2 separate regions of the Mus musculus genome follow, and region 2 is linked to region 1. A link is a contact called in public Micro-C data. All regions are on one chromosome and are shown on one strand. Each heading gives the region's core, a stretch centred on a gene start, on an enhancer-like site or on the middle of the called end of the contact. The rest is flanking DNA. Distances are from core to core; before and after follow the strand shown. Region 1 overlaps Sptbn1 (spectrin beta, non-erythrocytic 1). Region 2 overlaps 4930505A04Rik (RIKEN cDNA 4930505A04 gene).

What was found. Hi-C and Micro-C count contacts between places; a contact is called where the count stands out from the background.
Region 2: a contact with region 1 is called in a Micro-C map of granulosa cells, with 3 times the contacts expected there. The contact joins two enhancer-like sites.

The regions. Positions count from the first base shown.
Region 1 is chr11:30,138,778-30,146,128 of GRCm38.p6, reverse strand. It overlaps Sptbn1 (spectrin beta, non-erythrocytic 1), which reads left to right. Exons shown (of 35, transcript NM_175836.2): 8 at 113-300; 9 at 1,906-2,023; 10 at 2,952-3,110; 11 at 3,707-4,009; 12 at 5,505-5,658; 13 at 6,667-7,351. Among named protein-coding and RNA genes, the nearest start is that of Sptbn1, 77 kb to the left of the region's middle. Within about 2 kb of position 2,853, at least 8 of the 459 cell types and tissues checked have an H3K27ac peak or open chromatin away from gene starts, as enhancers often do. A contact at or near this core is called in granulosa cells, where this site is marked.
Region 2 is chr11:30,447,330-30,454,680 of GRCm38.p6, reverse strand. 4930505A04Rik (RIKEN cDNA 4930505A04 gene) reads left to right here. Exons shown (of 5, transcript NM_001100394.1): 2 at 1-10. Among named protein-coding and RNA genes, the nearest start is that of 4930505A04Rik, 21 kb to the left of the region's middle. Within about 2 kb of position 4,865, at least 6 of the 459 cell types and tissues checked have an H3K27ac peak or open chromatin away from gene starts, as enhancers often do. A contact at or near this core is called in granulosa cells, where this site is marked.

The DNA of each region.
Region 1 (7,351 bases), core at 1,604-4,103:
GAGAGAGATAGAGAGAGAGAGAGAGAGAGAGAGAGAGAGAATGAATATGTTAGTAGCATGTGTTCCTTGACTGGTGACACCTGGGTATTGGTTTTCTAACCCTTCCTTTCAGGTGCTTGATAATGCTATAGAAACAGAGAAAATGATTGAGAAGTACGAGTCACTTGCTTCTGACCTTCTGGAGTGGATTGAACAAACCATCATCATCCTAAACAACCGCAAATTTGCTAATTCACTGGTTGGGGTCCAGCAGCAGCTCCAGGCATTCAACACGTACCGCACAGTGGAGAAACCACCTAAGTAAGAGGCAGCGTGTAATGTATGGTCGTTAGTATGGGAGCAGACGTGCAGCAGCCCAAAGACACCTGTTTGTAACGTTGGCGATTTCCACTGTTAACTCAGTGTCCCTCCTAGTAGCCTGTTTTCCTTCTTGCCTGATTTGTAGTTGCTGAGACTTGTTACACACCATGATTCCCCTGAGCCCTATCTAGTAGACTGGACCGTTGACATTCAGGATATGTGTGAGCCGAAGAAGAACACAGGTCCTCAGTCCCTTCTCAAAGCCCTGGCATGCAGTGCTCTGTAGATTCTAGAAAAGCAACACAGTGAAGCCAGCCAGGTGTGGTAGCACACACCTGAAATTGCAATACTTGGGGCACTTCAGGACGATCCTGAGTTCAGGATTAATTCAGACTACATTGCAGGAGCATTCCTCAAAAGAAAAATAGAAGAAAAGTTAGGGTATATATTGATACATAGTATATGTTATAAGACCCTGGACAGATCCGATAAAATATCCTGTAATCAAGCATATGCTGACATTAATACTGTGTTAGGTAAAGACAGTTAATCATTGCCTATCAGTTGAGATAGAGTTTTGCTACCTAAGAAAGGTAATTTTTTTTTCTTTTCTTCAAATGTATGTGATGTATGCACCTGTATATGTTTGGAAATGCACAACTGTGTTCAAGCTCAGAGACCAGAGAAGTGTGTCTGGTGTCCTTACTAACTTGAGACAGGCTCTCTCGACACACCTGAAAGTGCTAGCAGTCATCCTCCCACTATCACCAGCATAGTTGCGGCAGCTTTTAATGCTGGTGCTAGAGATCTATCTGTACTCCTTACACTTGTACAGCCCGGACATGTTAAACCGTCTCTCCAACCCCCTAATTTAATTTTTGAGTTTAGTATTTTAAAATAATTATTAAGTAAGAATTATGGACTTTTTTCCTTGTTTACTATACTTCCAAAGTAAGTCCTTTCATTTCTTGTGAAAATTCAGTTGTAAATTCTTTGGTGAGGGAGGTCTTTGAAACCAACTGAAAATTTAGATTAGACATTTGCTGGCTTGTTCATCCACCTTTCTGAATTAAGTCCATTGCCCAGGACAGTAGTTCTCATCCTTCCTAATGCTGAGACCCTTGAGTACAAGTCCTCCTGTTGTGGGGGACCCCCAGCCATAAAGCTGTCTTCATTGCTACTTCATAACTGTAATTTTGCTACCCTTGTGAATCATAATACAGAGTCGAATGTGCAGGAGATCTGATATGTGACCCCTATGAAAAGGTCTTTCAGTCCCCCAAAGGGTCATGACCCACAGGTTGAGAACCACTGGTCTAGAGCACAAGGTTTAAACCATGGTTGAGGTTACTAGTAAGAATACTCTGTTCCTTGATGTTCTCAAACATCAGTCCTAGCAACAACAAGCAGCCGCAAAGCAATGCTGCAGTTCCCAGGTCCATAAACACCCATTGACTAGCCTGCTGCTGCCCCAGTGTACAGATTTTGCAGAACAGGGTTTTAGAATTCCGTGACTGTATGAAGTACGTTTTTCTCTAATAAGTGAGCCTTTGGTCTTGAAGGAAGAAGGCACGGGAGTGCTTACGGCTGGTTGTCTCTCCTCAGGTTTACTGAGAAGGGGAATTTGGAGGTGCTCCTTTTCACAATTCAGAGCAAGATGCGAGCGAATAATCAGAAGGTCTACATGCCCCGCGAGGGGAAGCTCATCTCTGACATCAACAAGGTGAAGCGGACCTGCACGCTCATGCGTTGCCCCCCCCCTATCCTTGGGGTTTTCTCTGCTTGATTACTTTAGGGGGGCAAGAAAATGCCAGGGTCACTCCCAGCATCCCCCTGTAGATGGCAGGGAATAGCAGAAGGTCCAGCAAAGAGTTGTAATAGGTCAGTTCACTGGAGCTCTGCAGGCAGTGTCAGACTTTGTCAACAGCCTTGGCCCACAGTTTACCTTGTTACGCAGATGCTCGGTTTAGTCCTCATCTTTGTGAAGCACTCAACTCAGATGTCCTCCTGTTGTATAGAGAGGAACTGGAAGTCTGATTCCACGTGTTTGGAATGTCTGTGGGTTATAAACATAGATGTTGTTTCTCTCTGTCAGAGGAGTTGTTATACATACCGGCTGTTTTCATTGTTGTGTCTCGCAAGCCTGCAAGTAGAGATTTGTACTGTGGGTATTATTTTCAAATGAAAACTAGAAAAACTACAGAACTGTTCATTTGCACCCAGAATCCTTTGAGCATTCATTGATTGGATTTTAAAAAAAAATTAAGTAAGACATTTTCGGGAATGAATTTAATGTCAGGATTTTGAAAGAGAAATTCAGGCATGTTCACTTTTTAAAATGTGGCTGTGGGTGGCGTGAAAGTCAGTTCATTTCTTGTCTGTGATGAGAGCTGCTGAGAAGATGTCGTCGTGTTGCTCATATCCTGCAAGTGTTTGCTTCCAAGCTTATGGCAGGACCTTTGAACACAAGAGTGTGTTCCCATGAGACTGTGCTGAGGGAGGGAGAAAAATATCTTTTTCTCAAGGGTGGAAATGTTGTTTCCCTTTCAAGTCCTGTGATCTTTTGGACAAATACTAGCTGTTGTTGTAGTCAAGGACAGCTCCTTGAATGCTTCAGGAAACCATGTTTTTTTGTTTTTATACTACTGCAGGCCTGGGAAAGACTGGAAAAAGCAGAACATGAGAGAGAACTGGCTCTGCGGAATGAGCTCATACGGCAGGAAAAACTGGAACAACTCGCCCGAAGATTTGATCGCAAGGCAGCTATGAGGGAGACATGGCTGAGTGAAAACCAGCGTCTTGTGTCTCAGGTTCTGTCTGAATTACTAATGCAAGTGTTTCTGAGGTAGCCAAGCAACACTAGCTCTTTCCAAGAGGCCTTGGAGCTCAGGACAACACTTAACAACATCCAGTATTGTGACGTTGCTGACCAGCCATCACTTCCATTTGCACAAAGGATGTTTAAAATTTCTGATATACTTTCTTGTCTGTTTGTCTAACTTGTCATAGACTTAGGAGCTCGAGCAATTTGTTCAGAGCCTGTGACTGAATTGTTCACATTCATGTAAGCTGTAAAAGTTCCCCTGGTTTTTTTCCCCTCAGTATTTGACCAACCATCCTCTCAAGGCGTGACACTGGTCATGAAATACAAGAGCAGTTTTCTTTCCCTTGGCTTGACAAAGTCCAACATACTTCAGTATCTTAAGTCAGATGGTAGGCCCTCTGTAAAGTGAGAAGTTTCTTAAGTACTGTTAGGAACACATCTGAACTCAACCAGAAGTTTGCAAGGGTCCAAGGGCAGTGAGAAACCAGTGGCAAAGTCAGCTTACGCACTGTATTGTGCTCCCCCCACCCGGCTCAGTGACTTACGTTTCTTTATATTTCTTTTTGTTCTGTCTCTCTGTAGGACAACTTTGGATTTGACCTTCCCGCTGTTGAGGCTGCTACCAAAAAACACGAGGCCATTGAGACAGACATCGCTGCATATGAAGAACGAGTTCAGGCCGTGGTGGCTGTGGCCAGGGAACTTGAAGCCGAGAACTACCATGACATCAAGCGCATCACAGCGAGGAAGGACAATGTCATCCGGCTCTGGGAATACTTGCTGGAACTGCTCAGGGCCAGGAGGCAGCGTCTTGAGATGAACCTGGGATTGCAAAAGATATTCCAGGAAATGCTTTATATTATGGACTGGATGGATGAAATGAAGGTAACTTTTGACCAAAAGAAGGCAGGGGAGGCCAGAGCTGACGCAGTCAGACCTTCTCTTTGTGGGAGTTGTGCGCTAGTGCTCTTTGTCCAGTGAACTCTTCTGCAAAGCCAGACTGAAGCCGCAGTGCTCATAAGCTGGCTAGCTCACTACTAAATGAGATGAGCACCATGGAAAAGTTGTAAACGAAACCATTTTATATCCCAGATCTGACGCAGTGATTTAGATTTTTACCAATGTAGAGAATCATGATTTTCTTTTTCATTGTTAATATGTTCAGTGGTCTGTGTATTAGTGATAGTGTTCTAGGATCATATATGCAAATGGCGGGTGGTGGTAAGCATAGGCCAGGGACTAGGAAGCCAGAATTCAGATCTTAGTGCTGTATCATTTCCTCTCCTTCAAACCAGCCAATGCTTAAGTCTGCCTTGTGGCCTCTCAGAAGCTGGGGTGTGGTAAGATGTGTCCAGGTTACTGTGGGACTGGATGATAATGGCTGCAGTGCTCTTTTGTGCTTTCTCCTCTGTCCCTGGCACTTCTGAGCCTAGATTCATGCCGTTGTGCCACAGCCCTGTGCCTGTTGGTTTCTTCTGATGCAGCATCTTTATTGAACAGTTTTTGAGCTGGAAGGCTTTTATCCCTAATGGCAATGGGATGGGATTTGTAACGGATGAGAGTAGTGTTTAGACCATCCTCTTTTCTCTCCAAACACGGTGTTTCTTACGTAAGAGAACTCTGCCCCTAGATGTCAGTCTTTACCTGCTCCCTGCCTCTTAAGTTGTGGTGACAGAGGGACAAGGGCAGCTGATAACTCCAGTTTCCCTCTGCTTTTGCCTCACACTTAGAATGTTGTTACTAGGTTTGATCCTTTGAACTCTTAAAATAGAAATGTTCCTAAAGTATAGCAAAGATGTGATTTTCACTTTATAAATCACGATATGTATACTGTAATTCAGGTTAACATAGTTTCCTGAGAACTGTTAAGAGTGAAATAGAAATTTTATCTGAGGTGATGTTGGATGGTAGCCGGGAGAAAAATTTGCAAATTGAATGAAGAACAAGAAAATTCCAGTGAGTTCATAATAGTGATGTGGTACCTGACTGTGGTCTCCTTACTAGTTAAAGACGTGGCACTTGACCATGGTCTTCTTGTTGGGTTAAAGATGTGGCATACAAGCTGTTAAGTAGATTCTCCTATTGGTTGTATAGCCAGCAGAAAGGCTCTTGGGGAAGGGTCCCTTAAGGGGACTTTCCCTTTTATTCTGTGTGTTTAATGTGAATTTTATTTGCTTTTGCCAAGGCGCATGGTCCTTAGTTCATTGTGTCTCTCCCGATCTAGGTCTCATGTTTGTTTTGTTGTGACTTATTTGGCATTGTCTTGTCCAGAGGTGGCCAGTGACAAACCAGAGGGGTGGTACGGCAAGGCTGCTAAGTGTGCTGATACACTGAACTCAGTTGTATTCACAGTGCCATTTCTGTTGCGCTTTGTCCACAGGTGCTATTGCTGTCTCAAGACTATGGCAAACACTTACTTGGTGTTGAAGACCTGTTACAGAAGCATGCCCTGGTTGAAGCAGACATTGCAATCCAAGCAGAGCGTGTAAGAGGTGTGAATGCCTCTGCCCAGAAGTTTGCAACAGATGGGGAAGGTAAGAATGGACTGCTCTAGGCATTATCACCTCAACAACGGAAATATATCTCCATGAACTACAAACATTGTGTGTGGCGACGGGACTTGTAAGTTACTGCACCATTTTAGGGTTCTGGGAGGACTGTTTACTTCCAGGTCATAATGTGTCACTGCAGTGTTTTGGTTTGGTTTTGATATTTCAGCACTGTCTTTTTCTGAAATAGACCCATATTTTTCTTAAATACTCAAATGCTATCTGGTTTTGAGAGCTTTAGCATCTGGTAGTGTTAATGTTTTCAGTCCATACTCGTTAACGATGTGGACCGACAGCCTACTGTGGTTGCTCTAGCAGCTCTCAGCTTTGACACCTAGTCACGTGCTATTGAGGGAGAAGGACTGGGCCTTGCTTCTTTAAATAAGATGGGCAGAGGTGGTGCACACCTTCTTTTTTCCCCAAAGGTTTATTTATTTATTATATGTAAGTATACTGTAGTTGTCTTCAGACATGCCAGAAGAGGGCATCAGATCTCATTACGGATGGTTGTGAGCCACCATGTATGTGTATGTGGTTGCTGGGATTTGAACTCAGAACCTTGGGAAAAACAGCCACTGCTCTTAACCGCTGAGCCATCTCTCCAGCCCAGAGCCTTGCTTTTTTGTTTGTTTGTTTGTTTCGAGACAGGATTTCTCTGTTGTCCTGGCTGTCCTGCCTCTGCCTCCCAAGTGCTGGGATTAAAGGCCTGCGCCACCACTGCTTCTTAAGAACTAAGTAAACACAGCTGCTTCCATATGATACGTGTGCTTTCTTGATTTGTAAGTGATCTCTTTGTCTACAGTTGGGCCAAAAGTGCAGTGTTCGTCATAGCCCTTTCTTCCTGTCCTAGTCAGTATGGCAGGAAGTGACTGTTGCTCTTTATATGACACTGCTTAGACGGGAGCCAAGCTAGAACATGGAACATAGTTTACTGTCTGCAAATGAACAGGGAGCTATTGGAGACTTAGCATTCTTTCCTTGGTGTTAAAACAGGCTACAAGCCATGTGACCCCCAGGTAATTCGAGACCGTGTTGCCCACATGGAGTTCTGCTATCAAGAGCTTTGTCAGCTGGCTGCCGAGCGTAGGGCTCGCCTGGAAGAGTCCCGTCGCCTCTGGAAGTTCTTCTGGGAGATGGCAGAAGAGGAAGGCTGGATACGAGAGAAGGAGAAGATCCTGTCCTCTGATGATTACGGGAAAGACTTGACCAGTGTCATGCGCCTGCTGAGCAAGCACCGGGCATTTGAGGATGAGATGAGTGGCCGTAGTGGCCATTTTGAGCAGGCCATTAAAGAAGGTGAAGACATGATTGCAGAGGAACACTTTGGATCGGAAAAGATCCGTGAGAGAATCATTTATATCCGGGAGCAGTGGGCCAACCTGGAACAGCTCTCAGCCATTAGGAAGAAGCGCCTAGAGGAAGCCTCATTACTGCACCAGTTCCAGGCTGATGCTGATGATATTGATGCTTGGATGTTAGATATACTCAAGATTGTCTCCAGCAATGATGTGGGCCATGATGAGTACTCCACGCAGTCTCTGGTCAAGAAGCATAAAGATGTAGCAGAAGAGATCACCAACTACAGGCCCACTATTGACACACTGCATGAGCAAGCCAGTGCCCTTCCACAAGCACATGCAGAGTCTCCAGATGTGAAGGGCCGGCTGGCAGGAATTGA
Region 2 (7,351 bases), core at 3,616-6,115, 310 kb before region 1:
AGAAAAGCAGGTTGGACCGACGTTTACTATATATAAATGTAGAATTAGATTCGGAAGCTGTTTTGCAGGGCAATTTGATTACAGTCTATTTAAAGGTCATGACTCATCTCAGAGTATTGCTGTTGTTACAAGTAGTTAAAGCAGTAACCTAGGGTTTAGCAGAGAACTATGGCATCTAAGCTCTCTGTGGGTGGGTAGGGGAATGGAAGGAAGAATCCAGCTAATGTTTCTAGAGCATCAGTCTGTAGCCAGTAAGTGCTGTGCTGAACAGCATTCTCTGTAGGGTTGTGTTTCTGTCATGTGCAAACATAGTACTTCCCATGGTGTTCAGAAATTCTGCCTTTCTACAAAAGACTAGCTTCCACTTATTTAATGCACATAAGCTGCTAGGAATAAGTTAAATTTTATGTAAATTATATTCTTTAATCTTTACAATCTGTATAAAATGTTATTTAAAATATTTTATAGATAATACTCCTGGGTGGTTACATAGTAAACAGATATTACAGTCTTCTTTCTGGCCCAGGACTATTGGGTAAGCCAAGCTCCTCTCACTCTATCTACCATACTAAATATAGTACATTATTTTTTGAGTCAGATTTGTTGGATAGTTGTAGTCATCTCCTATTGTTGCTGTTTTCAGTTATAAGCTTCAGTACTGGCTTAAAGAAACACAGGTCTACTCTCAGGCTGTCCTGAAGCTTGGAAGTTCCAAGCAGCAGCACACCTTCACCTCTTTCCTCTGGACAATTTTCAAGCCCTTCCCATAGAAGGACCCTTGAAATCACTGTAGGCCCATCCTATACTCCAGGATAACCCACCCTACCAATCATCTCAAAATTCCTGCCAACAATGCCCCTTTGCAATGTGGCACAACTATTCACAAGCTCAGAGATTAAGACATAAATGTATTTGGCTGATCAGAGGAACATGTTTCTGTCTACACTTTAAATTTCACCCATTCAAGTATGTAGTCCTATCCATTTGCCAAAGGTGTCACACAAAAATTTTTATGTCAGCCACACAAAGCCAACTGTGGAATTTTGCCTTCATCCTGCAAACTTCCCCTGAGCTCCTTTGTACACAACCTTTTCTCTCGCTACAGAATGACAGTTACAAAACTGACCTGTTTTCTATAGTTTTATCCTTTTCTAGGGAGCCATAGAAATTAATTTATATAGTTTGTGGCTTTAAAAAAATCCTGTCAGGGGGGAAAATGCATTTACAGTTCTGTTCTCTGCTGCATTCTTGGTTTTTCACCCTTTCTCTGCCACTGTATATTTTTCATGACTCTGGTCAAATGAGCTTCAGCTTCCTTATCTATAGAGTGAGGATAGTTTATTGTGAGGATTTGTTGTGTGACAAAATGTTTCCTGTGGAGATGCAGCATGCATATCTACTCATCCCAGATAGGGATCTCATGACAAACCACAGTAAGGGTCCCATGAAAAACCAACTTAGTGTATCGATGAGTTCTGTTGGGCTTACTACAGGAAAGACTCAGAGACAGCTTCATCACCAAGGTCCACCCCAGCATGGGGTGACAGCTAAAAACAAAACAAAACAAACAAAAACCAAAAAGTCCAAAAACCAAAATACCATTAGAAAACCTGGAACATAGTGCACAGCCTGCAGGCAGCTCAACAGGTTAGAGTGTCCCTCCCAGGTGACTCGGGTCTAATCCTCTTCCAGTCAGCAAGGCTAATTTCTGCTTCTTCTAGGCAGCTGGTCTGATCTCAGAGGTTGATTTTTTTTTTGTCTTGTATTTTGTTTGTTTTGTTCTGTTGTTTTGCAGCTCAGCTTCCTTCCTTCTGAAAGGGGCTCGCCTCAGTCTTTATTAGTTACTCAGGCAGGAGGGACCTAGTGAATCTCATCAATTTCAGGGACTTCCTGGAGCTATTATGAGTTATATACCTCCCTGCCCTAGGAGTTTCCTGTTTAGTCTCTGAAGAAACTGTTATGCAGCAGGCGTGAATAGATACTTTTGGTCAAGTCCTTTTCTAGATGCTAGAGATTCAGCACTGAGTCAAATAAATGGTGGAAATGCTCTGGTCTTAGGCTGCTCATATTCTAACGGAGGAATGTGCAACAGAAGTAAACTAATTAGGATGCTGAATGGCATGGGCTTGCATGGAGGACGGGGAAGACTGCTGGTGCTAGAATTGCAACCTTATTTTTCTTTTAATTTTGTTACTCACTCTCTCTCTCTCTCTCTCTCTCTCTCTCTCTCTCTCTCTCTCTCTGTGTGTGTGTGTGTGTGTGTGTGTGTGTGTGTGTGTGTGTGTGTGTGTCTTACAGGAACCTATTCTCTTCCATGTGTCAGTGCTGTGGGGAGCAAACTTGGGTCATCAGACTTAGTGGCAAGTGCATGTACTTTCTGAGCCCTCTTGCTGGCCCAGAGTTGTAGTTCTAAATAGGTGATCAGAGAAAGTCACATGAATAAGGTCCTAAGTGAGGAAGTGACTACCATATTGAACATTCTTGGTTCACAAAGGAAGCATGTTAGAAGCAATTGTTCTTAGTAGCACATCCTGCTGATCTGCACAGCTGTGGGCCTGAGGATATCACTGTATCCTACTTACAGCTGGATTCTAAAGTAGGAGACCTAACACAGTGTTGAGTCTAGGAACTGAACAACATAATCTGCCATTGCATTTTCTTACAGACGTGTTTTCCAGTATGACTTTTGTGGAAGGAGAGGTGTGTCATGTGAATGGTCTCAGACACCTCACCCTGTTCCATTACTTTCCCATGGATGGTTAGGTGGAGTTCTGCTTTCACATCATATTTAAATGGAGAATGTCTGTGGGGCCCTCCATACTAACACCATCTACCATTCCTCTGTTAACAGTGAACAAGTGTTAGTTCAGATTTGTATCTAAGTCATCTCTCTGCACGGTGGAGACACTAAGAGGGTGAAACTAGTTCGGAAAATGGAAAGGTAGAAGCTTGAAAATTTAATCCAAAATAACTTACTATAGTTTATATCATAAATATTGTGGAAAACAACAACAAAAATTCGCCACTGCCATCCGCAAGGCTAGCTGACAGTTGTTACACACTCACTAAACCAGTGAGAGCCAGGCCAAGAAAGTGTGAAGCTGAGTAGGACAGACATGAGCAAGATGCATCACAGTTACAGAGGGATGGGTGTACACAGCGAAGGGAATATTCATATTTCAAAAATAAAAGGGAAGCAACAATGAACTTGCTAATGCCCTCCATTTCCAGGAACCTAAAAAATGCTCATTTTTATTTCACATGTGTAAAGTTTGTTCCTTTATTCAAGATGACATTTCTTTTTAAAAGTTAGTTTACTTAAAATATAGTAATACTGGCTTTAAAGTAAAATTAAGCTGCCTAAATATTTTAACTGCTGTTTACTGGTATGATTGTACACTGAGATCTCAAGATATGCTTTCTTTGGTTGGTTGGTTGGTTGGTTGGTTGGTTAGTCTGGTAGGACCCCTATGTAGGGTAGTATCTTCCTATGTAGGTAGCCCAAGCCTTGAACGTGAAATCCTTCTTCCTCAGGTTCCTGAGTACTGGAATCACAGGAGTGTGTTCCCACACCTGGCTTTTAGTTTTATTGGTTTACAAGATTTTTTTAAAAATGAAATGATCATATATGCATTTCTACCTAATGTCATAAAATTTGGGTGCTAGAAAAAGTAAAGCTAGTTTTCTGCTGCTGCTGTTTGTTTAATTTTGTTAAAGGCTAATCTAACAGGAACAATTGGTACTAAAAGCAAAATTATCAGCCCTTGACCTCCAAGACCAAGTACTTAGTACAAAGAAGATTCATTTGCCCCAGCAAAAAAGAGGTCAGGGAATAAGAGTCAAAGACAGGAGATAGAGCATGAGTGAGAAGGGGAAAAAAACAAGAGGGAGGAGAGGTATTTGTCCCAAGGGACAAAGGACTGCCTCTGGATAGATAGGAGACAGATGTGGCCCATAGGCAAAGGGTGGTTTTATAAAGGTACAAGGGGGAAAACCCTGTGTGTGCGTGAGGTATTTAATTTTGATTAGGCATGTTAATTAGGGCAGCCAAAGGGGTCTTTTAATTGCTGGACTTCAAAGACTTTGATAGCTGGTAGTCAGTTTCAAGAGGAGGAAGTAGACAAATAAGGGAATAGACCTTGGTGATTAGGTTCAGGAATTTAATCTAAGAATTTTTAGAAACACAGAGGGAATGATGGGAAAGAGGGCGTGGCCTGCCAGAGCTATGCTTGCCATACTCTTAGCTAACCAGGGTCCCTTCAGGTACTTTCTTTTTTTAATACTGATTTATTTATTTACATTCCAATGCTGCCCCCTGCCACCCCTCCCACAGAGACCCTTCTTTCTAATGTTTACTAAAACATATTTCCAACATATAGTTTCAGAACACTAGCCATTGTTCATCTCCTTGAAAAAAATACATTTCCAAAGTTAAGTCAAAGGTTTATTTCCAAATACCTTTTTCAGAGAGTCACCGCTTATATTAGTTTTGAGAAATCTTGAGATAAGCATGCTTGAATTTGCTTGAAAATATTCATTTCCAAGATAGCTTTGTCCATGGAACTTCTTCTGAATAACATCTATTAATAAATAGATCAGAGAACTGTTGTTCCACAGAACACAGCTTAGAAGTAACTGTCATAAGAGACTTTAAGAGCTGCTTTTAAAAGGCAAATTTTCTACATCCCTGGTATCAATGAGATACCAGCTTGAGAACATTGTAACTCACATGACCTTGGCTGCCTAATCATTGTGATAAAACTTCCATTTTTTTTTTAAACCACTGAGCTCTACAAATTAAATTCCATGGTCTGTGTAAAGTTTTGGCAGAAATCCATGTCCTTGGGAATCCCCAGAATGTGGTGGTGGTGGTGGTGGTGGTGGTGGTGGTGGTGGTGGTGGTGGTGGTGGATTGGTGGATGTGATGATAGTGGTGGTGGAGGTGGTGATTGTAGAGATGGTGGTGGAGGTGGTTGTGGAAGTGATGTGATGGTAGTTGTAGTGATAGGTGTAGTGGTGGAGGTGATGGTTTTAGACAGGAAATTGCTGCTTATCTCTGGCTGGCTAGCTATCCTTGAACCCACAGAGACCTGTCTGGCTCTGACTCCTAAGAGTTGAGATTAAAGGCCTACATCACAACAACCTCCTCCATAGTGTGAGTTATGTCCCTGTTAATAGGTTAATAGGTATATACAAGAGTCATTTCCTTAGAATGACTTCTAAGTGTGACCAGTGGGTTCATAGGACGACAGTCATGAAGCTCTCCAGGTCAGAGTTAGGGAGACTGTTGCTGTCAAGAATATATAGGCATTACCCTTAAAAGGAGCCCCAGAGAATAGTGTCCTTGGACAGACATAATAAGAGATAGGCCTCAGAATAAGAAAAAGAAATAGTTACAATTTTTTTAGGCAGTACTCCGTTTACAACCTGCAAAATGGAGCACACTCTCCAAAGCCCAGACCAAACCATCATACCCTGCTGCTTATCCTATTTGATTTATTTTGCCATAAACTAATTTTCATGGCAAAGTCAATCAATGAACACTAGAATGAGCCATGGAACAGTGACTTTTTCTATTAGCTTTTCACCTGAAAGTGAGATAAAACCACATAAGTGAGACAAGAAGCCTCTGTTTCATTGGTGTCATAGAGTATTGTAAGAAAACACCTGGATCAGAAGGCATGGATCCTTCATACGTGAACATGTGTTCTCAAGAGCACACTTTGCAGATATGAGGAGGAAGGCCCAAAACAGAAAAGTAAGAGGGAAGAACACGCATCCATGTTTCATGTTCATGGAGCAATCTAACTACAGAGGCCTAATTCAATCATACTTCATACTTGTGAAATTACAGAAGTTTTCTTTAAAGTGAACTCAAGATCTCTGCTTGCATTATACTCTGGGAGACAACATCAAGGCCCAAGACATTCCCTAATGGTTCCCTTGCCCAAAGTTACTTTTCCAGTTATCGAGTATTAGCAAAATAAGCTTCTTCTCCACAAAGAGTATATGGTATAAGCATATGCCTGATAACCTTTATATAGTATATAAGTATATGCCTGATAACCTTTATATAGGAAAACTTCCTCAAGGCACTTACAGTTATGGTTTCAAAGTTTGTTTCCTCTAAAATGTATATTGAAATTTAAAAGTCGCTGTCTGTGTTGAGAGATGTGACCTAGGCCTTGAAGGCATTGCCTCATGATAAGCTCAATTCTGGCATAAAAGGGTAGAATTACCTCTCTCACCCCTGACACATTGAGGAGTGGAGGTTCTTGTTGAATTAGAGTTGCCAAACCTGCCGGAGCCTGGCTGTTTGCTTATTACATTTCATAGGCTCCGGAATTGAAAGCCATTGAATTTACAAACATTATGAATTGCCCCATCCATGAGAGTCCACCTACACAGAATGGACTAAGACACTTAGCACTTTGAGATGATGTGATTAAACCTGTGCTTATTTGCCCTAGCCAATGACAACAGAACACAGAATTTGGGGCATGTACAGGTAGGTAGGTGTTGGTGGCTGCCACAGCACTGTACCTGGAGGTGTTTCTTAATCTCTGTATGTTACTTGTCTGTAAAGGGATGTGCCCACTTCAGAATTATTCTTAAAGTAAAAGAAAGCATATTCTAGTTTGCCATAATAAGCATTGTCATAATTATGGGATAGAGAGCTGTGAGAAAGCAGGCAGTCCAAGACCAGTAGCAAACGACTTTTTAGCCAGATAGTGAGAAGATACCATCTGTTTAGTAATCTGTTCTAGAATTTTCTTAAGACCTAGAGCAAGTAGTCCACTTAAAAATCCATGTTATAGCTCATTCTGGAAATATAAAACATTAGTCAATTTCAGTTTTGTCCTGAATTTCCTAGTTGCTCAATTTCTGTGAAATGTGTTTATAATTGCCCTTTGTTTTATTATTCTTGGCTGCAAGTTGTTGGCCTAAAACTGGTGCTGATTTAACAAGCTGAGATTTGCTTCCCTTGTTCAGTTCTTGATCCTCTGTTTTCTGTGCATCTCATCTTGTCCAGTCTAAGAATATTTCTTGCAATCCACCAGGATTAGTAGCTGTGCCTTCAGCCTAGAACAGTGTTCGAATTCCTTATTTTCATCATTTCTTGATTTCTTGCTTCCCATCCCCACAAAATACTTTTGCTCTCTATGGCCTTTTCACAAATTTACTCTATTTCTAAGCTTATCAACAGTTTCTATTGATAAAGTTGACCTCGTTAGACATACAGTATACAGTTATTTCTCACATGCTTGTCTTTTGAGAAGCTGAGCTCATTTAAGAGGTTCTGTGCAGCTCTGTGGGGTGACCCTAGGAATACCTCTCCCATTGTGTATCA